Linked DNA regions of Zea mays: region 1 is linked to region 2. Evidence: chromatin contacts called from public Hi-C data. All regions are on one chromosome and are shown on one strand. Each heading gives the region's core, a stretch centred on a gene start, on an enhancer-like site or on the middle of the called end of the contact. The rest is flanking DNA. Distances are from core to core; before and after follow the strand shown. Region 1 holds the start of LOC100285108. Region 2 holds the start of LOC100272459 (RNA binding protein).

Region 1 (2,700 bases), core at 151-2,650, 170 kb after region 2:
CAGAGGCCGGTGCTTCATTAGAGTCTAACAACTCGAAGTGATGTCGGGAGAACACACCAAGAGGGAGATGGTTATTGGCGAAAAGCTCGAAGGCTTGGGAAGGAAGAACGATGAACGGACTTCACCGAAGGAGGCCGACACAGTGGAATACCTAAACGATGGAATGAGCCTACACAGTGGCAGACTCAGCACCCAGACACCGTAGGTTGCAGCCTAGGCTGCCTCGCCTGCTTATGTCTAAGTCTAAATATACATGTATTTTATATGAAATTATCTATAGTTATTAAGTCCAAATATACATATATTTTATATGAAATTAGCTATACTTATTAGCACTTGATAATCTTGACTTGGTTGTCTTTAATTCATGGATCCACCAGCCTACGCACACATGGTGGTTATAGTGGACATGCAGTTTGTCCGTATCTGTTTTTCTCCGATAAATGAAAACCCCTGTCTTTTAAAGGAGGGGAAGCTAATCTAATCTAATCTGTAAGCGGTTTATATCTCTCACAATTAAATCCTTTGATTAAAACATTAGTGCTGGTACTATTTTTAATTAAATAATAAAACTCTTAAAAGGCCGAAGAAATATTGTTAGCTAGGCCGTGTGCAGCGTGTGATTTGTACGAGACTTTGCATTAGCTTTAGGTACAAGACACATGAGGCTAACGAACGGCTGACGACACAATTAGGATTAAGATCCAACACATTAGAATTAGTTTGGTAACTCAAATCTCCTTCGGGACTGGAGGAGATTAAAAGAGAAACTAGTTCAGTTCTCCTTCAATCTTAGAGGGGATTTGAGTTTTTAAACTGGCTCTTAGGATTTATCTGGTTAGACGAGAATTGGAGAGAATTAACAGAAAAATCAGTTTATTTCTTTCCATTCCCTTTAATCACATTTTAACGAAACAAGCTTCAAGCATGGCCATCGACCGCCCACTCGTCGACGCCCGTTGACTGACTTGTGGTCCCTTCGTCGCTCTAGCGGTCTAGCCCCACTACAACCACAACTCCCCTCTCCTGTTTTATCCGGTTGAGCACGCTCGATTGTCGCTTCGAACTTTCTAGCAGCACAATCGACGTGGGTGCCCGGCTTCTGTCCAATCGAATCACTCCACGTGTTAACCATTCAAGGCGCATACAAGAGATCCCAGCCCTTGGAGCACGCAGATCTCCCCATCGGACGGCAGAGGCCCCCTCCGCTCACGTACCACGTCAAGTCCGCTGGAGTCGCCCAGTTAGAAACCGCCACGTGGACCAGACGCAATCGGCGCCGTCCGCTTGTCCACGTGGCCCGATCGCGCCCGCGTGGACCGGGTGCACGGGTCTCCTGGCCCCGGCCCATTTTAAAAAGGCCTTTCGTCTCCGGCGCAGAGCGCGACGAACTCATCACTGCACTGGTGGTGTCCGTGGTGCTCCACAGAGTGAAGCGATATCCAGGAGAGGCGACGATGCGCAAGTGGGCGCTCTCCTCCACGCTCCTCCTCCTCTTTCTCCTCACCACACTCCCCGACCCAGGCATGTCCCCGCGCGCCGGAGATCTCCAGATTTTTCTTTTTTGTTCATATTTTCTGTGTGCGTGGTTTGTCGATCCCACTGTTCTCGAGGCGATTGATGGCAGGTTCCGTCTCGTCCGATCACTGGCGGGCTCTCCCCGTCGGTCCATGTTAGTTTTGCGCAGTGTTTTCTGTCCCGTCTGTCTGTTTATAAGCACCCCGTATGATGGATCGTGCGGCAAATTTCCGGCCGGAAAGAGTCAGGAGTAGCTGCTAGATTCGTTGGAGCAGAATGCAGAGGATGGTGTCACTAGATTCGATTTCTGCTAGAAAATTTCATTCCATTTTGTTGGTAGATCTCGCGTCTAGAATTGCCGCTAGATGGGGGAGGTGAGCGGCTCCTGGTCTCTTCGATCCAATGTAATGGCAGGGTTTGTTTGGAGTTCGAGATTGTTAGCTAGTTCTCAGATCCGTCATGGGGGCCCTCTACGTTTTCCATTTCTGGTGATGAGCATGTGGTTTGTTCCGTTTGGGTTTAATGGGGTTTAGACCTGTAACTTCATCCATTTTTAGCTTCCACCTACCTGGATCTTAGGTGCTGTTTGGTTCACGAAATGTAACATAAAGGGTAATGGTAATGGTTTACACTCACAAGTTTGAATAGTCCGGTATCAATTTTTAGTATGGTATCTGATTACGGTTGGACTAAAACAAACATGATTTAGGGGGTGTTTGGTTTTAGAGACTAATTTTTAGTGCCTCCAATTTATTCCATTTTAGTCACTAAATTGTCAAATATGGAAAGTAAAATAGAGTTATAGTTTCCATATTTTGCAATTTATAGACTAAAGTGGAATAAAATGAAGGGACTAAAAATTAGTCCCTAGTAACCAAACCCTACCTTAACGTTATCACTTACCTATTACGTTACAAATATTTGAACCAAACGGTACCTTAGTAAATTTGAGGACTCACTGCACATGTCCCTATCATACTACTCTTGTTGAATTATAAGGACCTTGTAGTCTAGTGGCAGCTCTGATTTCATTTCCATTTACTGTGCTGTACCTGCACACCAAAACTCTACATATTACTGCAAGTTCAATCTTCTAATCCTTATAGAATTTCAATCTTGTTCTGACCCTGCCTATACTGCAGCTAAGAAGCTACAAGTGAATGCCGAGGAGAGCAGCCATGA
Region 2 (2,700 bases), core at 33-2,532:
TTTGGCAAGGCCTAATTGCCTGTCAGACTCACTCTGTCGAGTGGCACTGCAGTCGGGGTGGCGCAGGCGGCGCTGTCCTTCTGTCAGACTGGCCAGTGGAGCGGTGGAGTGACGGCGGTCACCTCGGCTCTGCCGGGGGCGCGTGTCAGGATAGAGGTGTCAGGCCACCTTTGCGTTAAATGCCCCTGCAATTTGGTGAGTCGGTGTGGTGATTTAGTCAAGGTTGCTTCTGAGCGAAACCAAGACCTTGGGCAAGCCGGTGATGTGTCCGCCATAAAAAGGGGGCCTCGGGCGAGACGGAAGTCTCTCGAGGTCGGCTGCCTTCGGCCGAGGCTAGGCTCGGGTGAAGCGTGATCGAGTCACTCGTGTGGACTGATCCCTGACTTAATCGTGCCCATCAGGCCTTTGCAGCTTTATGCTGATGGGGGTTACCAGCTGAGAATTAGGCGTCTTGAGGGTACCCCTAATTATGGTCCCCGACAATATAGTACTAAATAAGTTTAAGTTTTATTGGATTTTATATGAAGTATATTTTCACAGTATATGTATTTGAAGTTATTCATGTTGATGATATATTGTACAAATTTAGTTAAATTTAGAGTAATTTGAGTTTGACCGGGCCTAGAATGGCATCATTTGTATTTTTCTCATAAGCTGGATCATTGTGAAATATATTTTCATAGTATAGCTATTTAGAATCATACATGTCGACAATGTTTTTTTATAAACTTAATTAAATTTTAAATAATTTGAATTAGATCAGGCCCGAAATTGCACGATCTGCTCTAAACAGCATTAGTGTCCTAGATATTCATGTATCGTTTTAGTGAGTGGGTCTTTGATATTTATTTTCGAATTTATTGTTAGTTATATAAACGAGTCAAACTCAATAAATCCTAACATTTTATACGTTTTACATATATAGATTTTTTGAAAGGGATGTAATTAAATCGCCTAACACAAGTCTGTCCATTACTCCCTTTGAAAACAACCCTACTTGACTTTATGAATATAAATGTTTCCCTTTTGTTTGGATCAATGAGGAGGAGAAAAAACACATCCACCCGTGAGGCGAAATAAAGAAAGTCGACTGTACGACTGATGCATGAGCAAGTCACGTATGGCAGGCAGAAACTCACATGCTATTGCTCCTTTCAATTAAAACAAGAAATTCGTTGTGACCTACAGCCCATTTTTTGACAACCTTGGCCCAACAACAGGCCCATCTACCCACACACTATCCTCTCCCTCAGTGCTCACGTCTCCACCGGTCCACCCCCTCGGCAGCTCAATGGCAGCTGCGACGGCGCCACCGCCGGCGGCGGTTGCCACCACCCTCTCGGGCCTCATGCGCTGCCAGAACATCCGTAGCAGCAGGCCTAGAGCCTTCTACGCGAGGTGCGCCTCCTCCAACGCGAGCGCGGAGGCGGCGGAGAGCCGGAAGGGAGGCCACGGCGGGACGCGCCTGGAGGAAGCCGTGCCCGTCGGCGAGGGGCGCTCGAGGGTAGACGCCTGGATATCGGCGCGTCTCGGCGGCGGGGGCGTTAGCCGCGCGCGCGTGCAGGCCAGCATCCGGGCCGGGCTTGTCGCCGTCAATGGCCGCCCGGTCTCCAAGGTGCCACTGCTACCCCGTGTCTCTAGGCTCTGTTTGCTTCCTGTCAAGCGAGGTCGGATGATCCTTGTGTTAGCAGAACTGTGGAATATGCTGCTTATACATTATTGTAGCTGATTTGTAGCTTAAACTACAACTCTGATTCCGGACGAGACAATTCACAAGGTATATGAGGGCATGCAGCACCAATTGTACTTCACTTTGTGCATTGTAGGTTTCGCATACTGTGAAGGGAGGGGACTTGGTCAGCTGCACGGTGTCAGAGCTACAGCCGCTGAGGGCAGAGGCGGAGGACATCCCGCTGGACATCGTTTATGAGGATGACCATGTTCTTGTTGTCAACAAGCCGGCTCATATGGTTGTTCACCCGGCGCCAGGAAATGCCAAAGGCACATTAGTCAATGCTATACTTCATCACTGCAAGATCTCCACATTTACCTGTTTAGCACGCAGCTCAGCTGGTGATGAATGCCCGGATTCTACGGATGAAGACACTGATGTATTTCATGTGGATCAGTTTGCTGCTGAAGATGTAAGTTCAGAAGTCCGGAATGCTCTTGTGCGCCCTGGTATTGTGCACAGGCTGGATAAGGGGACAAGTGGGCTTCTTGTTGTTGCTAAGGTATTGAATTCTGAGTTGTGATAGCCACCCATTTTTTTTTTAAAAAATAAACCTGGTACTTCAGAATCTTTTATGAAATCTGTGCGTATAATACAGACTTATGCTGAACTCTCCCATTTTTCTTTGTCTTTCTTCTTTGGGACAGGATGAGCATTCTCATGCTCGATTAGCAGAACAGTTCAAGCTGCATACAATCCGTAGGGTATACATCAGTCTTACTTGTGGCGCACCTAATCCAAATTCTGGCAGGATTGAGGCTTCTATTGCACGTGATCCTAACAATCGGATTCGTATGACTGCTATTGCTGGATCAGGCCACAGATATGCACGGAATGCTGCTAGTAGGTGATCCAAGCTGCCACTTGTGCCCCTTCTTTTGGATCCTTATATGACGTTGCCTCCTCAATGCTTTTCCACTTGAATTAAAATGCATCCTAGGTCTAGTACTAACGATGTTGATTATGTA

The links. A called contact is a pair of places that touch in the nucleus more often than the background predicts.
Region 1: a contact with region 2 is called in a Hi-C map of tassel, with 4 times the contacts expected there. The contact joins the promoter of LOC100285108 here to the promoter of LOC100272459 in region 2. A contact is called at or near these places in 3 of 25 Hi-C or Micro-C datasets (ear, leaf and tassel).

Annotation. Positions count from the first base shown.
Region 1 is chr6:93,475,384-93,478,083 of Zm-B73-REFERENCE-NAM-5.0, forward strand. It overlaps LOC100285108, which reads left to right and starts at 1,401. Exons shown (of 15, transcript NM_001372175.1): 1 at 1,401-1,524; 2 at 2,661-2,700. The coding sequence starts at 1,458.
Region 2 is chr6:93,309,818-93,312,517 of Zm-B73-REFERENCE-NAM-5.0, forward strand. It overlaps LOC100272459 (RNA binding protein), which reads left to right and starts at 1,283. Exons shown (of 6, transcript NM_001146932.1): 1 at 1,283-1,615; 2 at 1,827-2,234; 3 at 2,380-2,579. The coding sequence starts at 1,292.